Linked DNA regions of Mus musculus: region 2 is linked to region 1. The links are chromatin contacts, called in public promoter capture Hi-C maps. All regions are on one chromosome and are shown on one strand. The core of a region is the stretch at or near the end of the contact, and the rest is flanking DNA. Distances in the headings are between cores, read along the strand shown.

Region 1 (4,636 bases), core at 1,019-3,518:
CACACTTATGTTGGTAGAAGCTAAGTGTTACATTCTGTCAGCCTCCAGTCAGTAGTTCTGATGTAATTACCATTCTGTTCCCTTGCTTCTTCTAAATGTTTCCTCTAAAATGTACCAGATTCAGAACTTCCTGCATTTCAGAATTAAACCTGGCTACCACTGATATCAGCTGTGTCACCAAGATAAGGAGAACAAGTTATCATCTTACTATTGTGTGCAGCCTATGACCCAGGAATTTCCCAGATAACAAAATATCCTTGAGAAATTCTTCAGCTTATTTTCTAAATGTTATGCACAAACATGGTCCAGAAGCTTTGCTTTAATGTCCAATATTGAAAATACCTTGATTATCCACCAATAGTAGTGTTGATTTAAACAGAGCACAAAATAGGAATACAGTGGGATAGTGTGCCATTGTCAAAGCACCAAGTGTGTGTGTGTGTGTCTCTGTGTGTCTGTGTGTGGTGGGGGTGGAGTAGGGGGTGGTAATGGTGGTATTGTTGTTGTTGTTGAGATAAGGGTCTCATTAAATTCAGGCTAGCCTCAAACTTACTATAAGACCTAGACTCCTGCCTACAGCCTCAAGTGTGTAGGAATCCTAGACATGAGTTGCTACAACCAACTACTTTCTCCATTTTAATAAAATTTATATTCTATCATAAATGCACATTATTTAGGGAACCATTCACCAGAAGAAACACATTTCTGGATCCTAGAGAACATTAAATAAAAAATTCAGACAGAGGACAGGAAGAAAGGGTACAGTATCAGGAAGAAATACACCGGGTCCAGCGGTAAAACTCGGCCTTTATCTTCTTTTCTTTCTTTCTCTACCCCTTTCTCGAGTCCTTTCTTCTAAGAGGTTTTTCCAGCTTTCTTTTTCTTTAGTCACATGCACATTGTGTCTTCACACTATTATACTGTCTATATATCCTTTAGTATCTTTGTGTGAAATAGTCCTTAAAATATTTTAAAACATCTCTGTGTTAATAAGTAGAGTGTCAGGGAGCTTTTAATTAGAAACTTTCTCGTTATTTATTTCTTCTCTCTCTCTCTCTCTCTCTCTCTCTCTCTCTCTCTCTCTCTCTCTCTCTCTCTCTCTCGACAGGGTTTCTTTGTGTAGCCCTGGCTGTCCTGGAACTCACTTTGTAGACCAGGCTGACCTCGAACTCAGAAATCTGCCTGCCTCTGCCTCCCAAGTTCTAACCATGAATGTTTGGGCTGGGATTAGGAGTGAACAGCTAAGAGTACCTGATGTTCTTGCAGAGGACCCGTGGGTTTGGTTCCTAGCACCCATATGGCAACTCATAGACCTTTGTAATTCCTCTTCCAGGGGATGCTTGGCCTTAACCTGTCCAAGTATGCAGCCAGTGGGTGAAAATGATGCAGAGGAGGAGCCATCACAATAGACTGCCCTCGGCTACACTCCTCTGTCAAGAGTAGCCTCACCCATTTCTCTAATGGACCACCCCCATCTTGTGGACCTTGTGGAGAATTTAAAGACATAAAAATGTGCCTGAAAGTCACCTGAACCACACAAGAGAAAGGAAGAAGGGAAGGGAGGGGTGTAATTGAAGAATATTCAGATTCCAAATAAAACACTCAACACAAGATACTGAAATTATGTCCCTGTCTTTCTACTGATGCGAAAGGGACTGAGGGCTGCTGAACCATCCTGCACATGGCGACTTAGATGCCTTTTGGAAAACCCTCATACATGTTTCAAATTTTCAAAATTTGCCTCCAGAAGGATAGGGGGGATGGCTCTTAAATAAAATTATTTCGATATTTATTTTCACTTATTTAATAAATTATTTTAGGGATGAATACTCAAAACTCATTTCTCTTCGTACAATTTACTGCATTTTTCACTTCCACTTAATTTTACTCAGTAAACTGTTGTGTATTTGATTGTTACTATTTACCATATGCAGCTCTACCTTTTTCTATTTATGCTTTGATTGAGGGTAGAAGGTGGCTGGCGAACAGAATGAAAGAACTGAGTCCTGTTGTGCCACTTCCTGCACTCTGTTTAGGAGTACCCGGGTTGGAGCTAAGCCTCCGCTGCGGCCCCGCGATGGGCGGGGCCTACGCAAGCTCCGCCCAGACGAGCACTTGCGTGGTTGCCCTGGCAGCAGCTGTGCGTGGGTGAAGCTCACAGTGGGCCCAGCCTGGCGGGCCGCGCATCACCTCCTATAGTCATCCTGCTGCACGCTGGCAGACACACACACACCCACTTCGCTGCTGCCCGCGCGCTCGCAGGCTGGCCTGCTCTGCCAGAAGGGTGATTCACTGGGTCCTAAAGCCTTGGCTCGAGCCAGTCCCAGGCAACTGAGATCAGAACCAGGGAGGCCCTCAGGAGACCAGGGACGCAAGTGCTCAGAGAGATCTGGCTCCTGATCCCCTCTAGGACTAAAAGGTAAAATTGATGCCCTACCCTCTTCTGTGAAATCACATCTATACTTGCCCTTCTCGTCTCTAGATTTTTTTTTTCGGAAAACAAGAACAAAAACTGAAGGCCCAGTAGAAAAGTCCACCAATGTTAAATGTTGCCTATGGGTGGGCTGAAACAAAACGCAGAAGTGGTGATTGTTTTTAACCAGCCTGTCCTGAAGGACTTGTCTAAATATTTTGCAAGAATTCTGTTTTGTTTTGGTTTTGATCCAGCCCCACAAGGTGGAGAACTTCATCAGAGATGAAGTCACCGAATAGACTCTTAGAGTTAACCTGTCCAAGTATGCAGCTAGTGGATGAAAATGATGCAGAGGAGGAGCCATCACAATAGACTGCCCTCGGCTATACTCCTCTGTCAAGAGTAGCCTCACCCATTTCTTTAATGGACCACCCCCATCTTGTGGACCTTGTGGAGAATTTAAAGACATAAAAATGTGCCTGAAAGTCACCTGAACCACACAAGAGAAAGGAAGAAGGGAAGGGAGGGGTGTAATTGAAGAATATTCAGATTCCAAATAAAACACTCAACACAAGATACTGAAATTATGTCCCTGTCTTTCTACTGATGCGAAAGGGACTGAGGGCTGCTGAACCATCCATAGAGCTTGATTGATTAAGTCACGATGCCAGTTTTGTTGTTGTTGTTGTTGTTGTTGTTGTTGTTGTTTTTGGACGACATGCTTTTGTTTTAATAAATAGAATGTCAAAGTGCCTGACTGTGAAGTGTCTGTCCTCACAAATAAAATGTTTTTTGGTTCATGTAAAGTGTTTAGAGGCATCTTGTGCTATTCCATACTTATGTGTATATATGTGGAGCAAGACGCTGCACCACACATGAACTGTGAATGCATCTGAAATGGCTGTCAGAAAGCCATGCTGCGAAGGCAGCTGGGTGACACTTAGGCAGAGCCTGTTTATGCAAAGATTTGAACAAACTACATTGTCTGGTTTCCTAGTCTACCCCATACTAGAGATAGACTAGAAGGAAAGACACAGGCTACAGCAAGGAATCAGGGCATTAATGTCTCACGTTTATGATGGCTGATATCTCGGCAGCCAAGGAGAAAAGGCCAGAAGACAGGATTGAGGGAAGGCTTGGCATTATGGATTCAGTATCAGTGGTTGCTCTTCTTGACTCCATTTCAGCTGCCTTGTAACTGCTTAAGACCTCATAACCCACCACAGACCTGGATCAGACATCTCTCCTGACATCTAAAAAAGTGGCTATCAGCTTGTCTATCATCTCAGCATGCCAAAGGGCTGTCTCCTCTGCCTGACCAATGTGGAGCCTACCATGAACAGCCCATTCCAGATACAGGTATCTAGTGGTTCAAACCAGAAACCTGGGGGTTTCCTTTCATGCTTCCTCTTCAGTTCTTTTAACCTTTAAGTATTGAGAAAAGTACTTATTAAATGCCTCATATAATGCAGATTCTAGGGGGTAGAAAAATAGCAGTATTATAAATCTTATATGATGATCATATTCTAACTGGAAAAATACACAAAGCACAAATTAAATCAGTCTCAAATTAAATCAATCTCTCTCTCTCTCTCTCTCTCTCTCTCTCTCTCTCTCTCTCTCTCTCTCTCTCTCTCTTTCTCTCTGGGATAGGGCTTCTCTGTACAGCACTGGCTGTCCTGGGACCTGCTGTGTAGACTTGACTGTACATTTTATTTGTGCCCACTTCATTATATAGATAAAATATGAAAAGGACTGAAAAGATATAATAGATTCAAGTTCAGGACATGTATATTAGGATGTGTCTGCACTTTACTTTGAATTGGATAAAAAGGCCAGGCTTAATTAGTAGACAAAGGTATGGGAAGATATGAAATCAAGCAGGTACAGCCCTATTGGTAGCCCCTGGGTGACACTTTACATTTTAAAATAATTCACCCTGGAACTTTAGGGGTCAAAAGCATGTATGATTCTATCTGACCTACAGTTTGAAAGACTTCTTTCTTGTCTAACTACTGGAATAAATAGGTCTGTTGAAGGTGTGGTGGACAAGCTAGAAGCCTGGCAGTTATTTGTCCAAGGGCTGTCAAAGATACACACTATGAGCAGAGCATCGTGGGGTTTGCTCCTGTGTTTTGAGTGGAGGTTTCTATGAAGAAAAACAAAAATGAAAGAAAGAACTGCAACTGAGGTTAGGTTTTACTTGAGTAAGTGGATGGCTGT
Region 2 (5,022 bases), core at 482-2,981, 470 kb before region 1:
TGATTTTGAATATTTTTAAATTCAGTGACTTAACTGACCTAACCACACATCCTTTAAATCAGTGGTTCTCAACCTGTGGGTCAGGACCCCTTTTAGGGTCAGATAATCCTTTCACAGGGATCACCTGACACAAACAGAAAACCCAGCTATTTATATTATGATTCATACCCGTGGCAAAATTACAGCCATGAAGAAACAACAAAAATAATTGTATAGTTGGGGGTCACCACAACGTGAGTAACTGTATTAAAGGGTCACAGTATTTAAAAAGGTTGAGAAACACTGCCTTAAATATTACAGCAATATTTTTAAATAAGAGAAATTACATCCTGCAGAAGGTTGTAATCCTACATCACACAGAGAGAGAGAGACACAGGTAGAAAGACACAAAGAGAGACAGACAGACAGACAGACAGACAGACAGACAGGAAGACAAATAAAAACAAGGATGAATGTGTTCTTGCTTTATAAGTCTTACAGTATCTCAGAAAAAATAAGTGTTTCATAATTGTTAACAGATGATATATGTTTTATATATGTAATAAGAATTGAAATTATATGAATAACAATTTGCCTCCATTTTGTATATATAATCACTTTCACAAGATTGTTGCCATTTTTGATGAAATTCCAAAATGCAGATATATATCAAAAGATATAGTGCTTCAGTATTAATTAATATAGTGCTACAAGTATTAATTGTAATACTTTACAATTTGAGTTGCTATTGATCTAATTTTTGATAGAAGGATTTTTTTGAAAAATTAAATACACAGAATTATATTGGCAATTTGAAGCAAATACTATGTTAGAGCATATCAGTTCTTAAATTGGCACTTTATAGATGTAAAAGTGTGAATTATTAATATTTTTAGGTTTCAGTTCATTTATCATTTAATAAAAAATTGTAGTGGCGGTCATAATATGCTAAGTTTTAGAATGAAAGTGTTATATAAAGAGAAATGATTACGATCCTTGTAAATGTAAAACACGTGATTTTTTTTCTATTTTAATTCAAACTGGCCATATGACTTTGGGAAGGTCATTGAATTTCTCAATGTCTCACTTTGGGGGAGGTATAACAATAACAATAACCTCTATTTTCATTTGCTCAGCTTCTAAAGTCATGGAGAGATTCAAACTGACAACATAGGTAAAATGCTTTGCAGTTTGTCCTTTAACACGACATTGGCTATGTCATTATGTTTAAGGCGATTATTATTTATTGACCTAGTGCAATATTCTCTAATAAAAGAAATATTTGGACATCATTACAATTAATTAGAGCACCATGACTATTCCCCCAAAAAAGGTTCATTCTGATTTATTAGAGCAAGAATTAAAAAGAAAAAAATCAGCGAACTACCAAAATGCAAATACAGGAATTATCTAGCGATGTTTGTCTTTCTGCTCCCCAGAAGCTTTAGCGTAATACCAGCCTGTTTTCATTACATAACTATAGGTCTTTACTTACACCATAGTTCTAAAATTTCTGTCCTATGAGACCCCAGATAACCCTGTCTGCTCCCAAGATTTAGGTTTATTTGCAACCCTCTTAACAGAGTGATCACAGCTTACTGCATGGGGCTAGCTCAGGCCACATGCCCTCAGAGATAGATCTCACTGGTCACTGGGTCCCAAAGGATATGCGGCATGGCCTGGACCCCCCCACCCCCTTTGAGGAGATATCATTTTAACCTTATACTCAGCAGCTCTTGAGTGGGTACAGATGTCTCTGAAAGCCGGAAACTGTTGCCATAGCATTTTCCTTCTCTGTTCCTGCCTACCTTCCTTCTCCAAAGAATGAACAATCTGAAACAAATCTATTGGTTTGTTTCAAGAGCAGAATTCGGAGCTCCGGTGGTGTTATATCTACAGTACATACTGGCTGTACCTGGTGGGAGGGTTTAGCAAGTCCGAGGGTGGCATTAAGTTTCCTAGGACAGAGTCATCTTTGCAGATACCATTGCAGAGCAGTATACAGACCCAGGGAGAAATTTCCTCCCCCACACCACCCCAATCCCATTGGCCTTCTAGACAAGCCAAATTACAAGTCCTGAAACACAACCTCGTTATTTCCAGAACTCTCAGCGTGGACAGCTCCTGCATCCTGGGTGCTTCCTCTGCAGTGTGCGGCGGGAGAGCCATAGCACCCAGTGCAGCACGCGACTATCCCGCGCGCTCCCTCCTCCCAGTCCGCCCCCTCCCTTAGCTCACTCTACCGGCCACTTTGAGGGATTTCCTCCCGGGGCGGCCTTTGCAGCAGAAACACATCTGCCTGGTTCGCGGCAACAGCATGGATCTCCGAGTAAGAACCCTTCTTGGTGGAGACAGACTTCGGATTCTCCTAATGTTCTTCCGTGAGTAGCGTCTGGGGACCAGGGGTACTGAATGCACTCTGCAGCAGAGAATCTAATACACCGAATAAAGCCCTCTGATTTCACTCTGTTGTACTAGGTCTTTATGCTTGTGGTTATTTGGGGCTGGTGAGTGTTATGACCCATCCATATCAGAGAACTCCCAGAGAGCCACACACCTGTATGGCATCTCCCAGACAGAGCGCTAGACACGCCGAACTCATGGCTGTGATGGTGGGGCATAGCACTGCCAAGAAAGATTTAGCTTTAACCGCGCTCCCTAAACCCCCAGGGTGTCTGTGTGTATGTGTGTATGTGTGTAAGTGTGTGTGTTAAAGCCTAGTCGTATTGCAAATAAGAATTTAATTTTATTTTAGCTTCTGTTTTCATTATAAATTATCAGCAGTAAATATGAGTTTGGTGGCGGTAGACTAGAGAAATGGCTTGCGGAGCACACTGCTTCGAGCAGGGAACTTTGCCTCTCCAAAGCCTGCAGAGAACCAGCTCAGGTGTCCTAAAGCAGAGGGCTAGTTGAGCCCGAGAGCAATGAAATTGCTTTCCTTGTTCCGCAGATGTAATGGTCCAAACCGTGGCAGAACAAGAAGTGGAAAATCTTTCGGGCCTTTCCACGAACCCCGAGAAAGACATATTTGTGGTGCGGGAAAATGGGACGACGTGTCTCATGGCAGAGTTTGCAGCCAAATTTATTGTACCTTATGATGTGTGGGCCAGCAATTATGTGGATGTAAGGAATCTTTTTCCTCCCCAGCTTGCTCCTAGGGGCGGCAGGGCCGAAGGGCACCCTCCCTCCAGGCCCTGCCAAGACCTCAGTCGCCCGCCTCTTCCCCCCCAAACCCCCCGCAGGCTGTTCCCGAATGCTGCATGGGGGTTCCGGCTTGCAACGCCTTCTGCTCGCCCTGCCTGCTTTAAAAGTAAACCCCCCTCTCTGCTCCCCTCCTGGAGGGGTGTGCACGTAAGAGTCTACCCGCATGTTCCTGGACCCCGGAGCGCGCGGGCACAGGAGCGCCCAAACCTGCAAGCTAGAGTTTGGACGCGCATCCCTTCCCGGTCCGCGCCAGGGCCCGGCGCGCTGAGGGGGCGCGGGGCGTGTGTGTTCCCAGCTGATCACAGAACAGGCTGAGATCTCCTTGACCCGGGGAGCTGAGGTGAAGGGCCACTGTGGCCACAACGAGTCGGAGCTGGAGGTGTTCTGGGTAGATCACGCCTACACACTCAGAATGCTCTTTGTAAAGGTAATTCGATGCGGGGAGGTAGAGGGATGGTGAAGTCCCGCATGGGTGTGCGCACAGTGGCCTCAGGGGTTGCCCATCTTAAAGCAATTAGAGGGGTTCACAGGACCCTCCCCATCTTGGCAGGAAAGTCACAACACTTCCAAAGGACCAGAGGCGACTTGGAATCTGAACAAGGTGCATTTTGTCTATGATTCCTCGGAGAAGACTCACTTTAAAGCCCCTGTGAAGGGTGAGTAGTTCAGGGGGTCACAGGAGCAAGAGCAAACCAGAAACACTCATCCTGTCTCTGGATCTTGGAAGCAACTCTGGGATTTTTGTTCTGAGGATAGGCAAACCTGGGACTGCTTGCTCTCCAGGGTCAAAGAGGCAGGAGAACCTCTGTGTGTTCTCAGGAAAGCCTAGATCAAAGATCCTTCAGACTCAAGCTGAAATATGAATTTTCTCTAGAAGAGGCTCCAATGAGTTTCGCTATTATGTTTTTTTTTTTCTGCATCGCAGATTGATCTGCTCTCCTGTATTAAATAAAACAAGCAAATCCTCAGAAATGCAAGCGGACACTGTGACAGGCTTGGGTGGCCTGCAGCTTCACCCTGTGCACAGGGGTGTAGCTCTGGAGTTTTAATTGCAACCACCACAGGGCAGGTTTTGTATCTTAATTCATTAGCGTTTCCTGCCCATTCTCACTCAGGCCTTCTAAAACCATCCCAGAGAGAACACCCAAAATACCCACACCTGAAATAACAATGTTCCTTCCTATCTGTGAGCATTATTAAAGACCAGAGATATATTTAAATGTATTTTTTAAAACAAAAGCAAAATTCACTGTGTCACTTGCAGAGAGACCTTCCATCACTTAGTCCCTGCGATTGATTCTAAAAGAACAGCAAACTTGAGCCAGAAGAAGAGAAAACATGGGATGGGAACCATGGAGACCTAGGTCATTGGTGTGTTTTTGGAACCACTGATGGAGGCCTTAGTCAAAGGGTCCTGTTTTCAGGCAGCACAGTGCTTCCACAATGGAATTCCAAACTAATATCTAATGAGATAGGCTCAGGGACAGTGAAGAACTTGGTCCTATCTTTCTTGGAGCTCCAGTCCTGGGATTGCAGCACCAATAGGAGGCATAGGTTCTGAGCTAAGCAGAGAGCTCTGCCTAAGTTAGCAGCAATGAGTATGCATCCATCCTAACTGCTGCCTTGCTTCTCCCGCAGTTAATAAGTACATCGCCAGCTCTCATCACCTCTCTGCCTTGGTCACCCCAGCTGGGATGTCCTATGAGTGTCAGGCTCAGCAGACCATTTCTCTGGCCTCCAGTGACCCTCAGAAGACTGTCACCATGATCCTGTCCGCAGTGCACATCCAGCCCTTTGATATCATCTCTGACTTTGTCTTCAGTGAAGGTAGGTTAGGCT

Evidence for each region. Promoter capture Hi-C pulls out the DNA fragments that hold promoters and counts their contacts.
Region 2: a promoter capture Hi-C map of hippocampal neurons shows a contact between it and region 1, with 2.9 times the contacts expected there. The contact joins the promoter of Lamp5 here to the promoter of Ankef1 in region 1. A contact is called at or near these places in 4 of 39 promoter capture datasets (embryonic stem cells, frontonasal cranial neural crest, hippocampal neurons and 1 more) and 1 of 9 other capture datasets (pancreatic islet).

Annotation. Positions count from the first base shown.
Region 1 is chr2:136,530,053-136,534,688 of GRCm38.p6, forward strand. Ankef1 (ankyrin repeat and EF-hand domain containing 1) reads left to right here and starts at 2,269. Exons shown (of 11, transcript NM_175667.4): 1 at 2,269-2,419; 2 at 3,601-3,772. It overlaps Gm32659 (a long non-coding RNA gene), which reads right to left. Exons shown (of 3, transcript XR_375013.3): 3 at 1-4,636.
Region 2 is chr2:136,056,017-136,061,038 of GRCm38.p6, forward strand. It overlaps Lamp5 (lysosomal-associated membrane protein family, member 5), which reads left to right and starts at 1,732. Exons shown (of 6, transcript NM_029530.3): 1 at 1,732-2,360; 2 at 2,930-3,102; 3 at 3,479-3,610; 4 at 3,734-3,839; 5 at 4,822-5,010. The coding sequence starts at 2,297.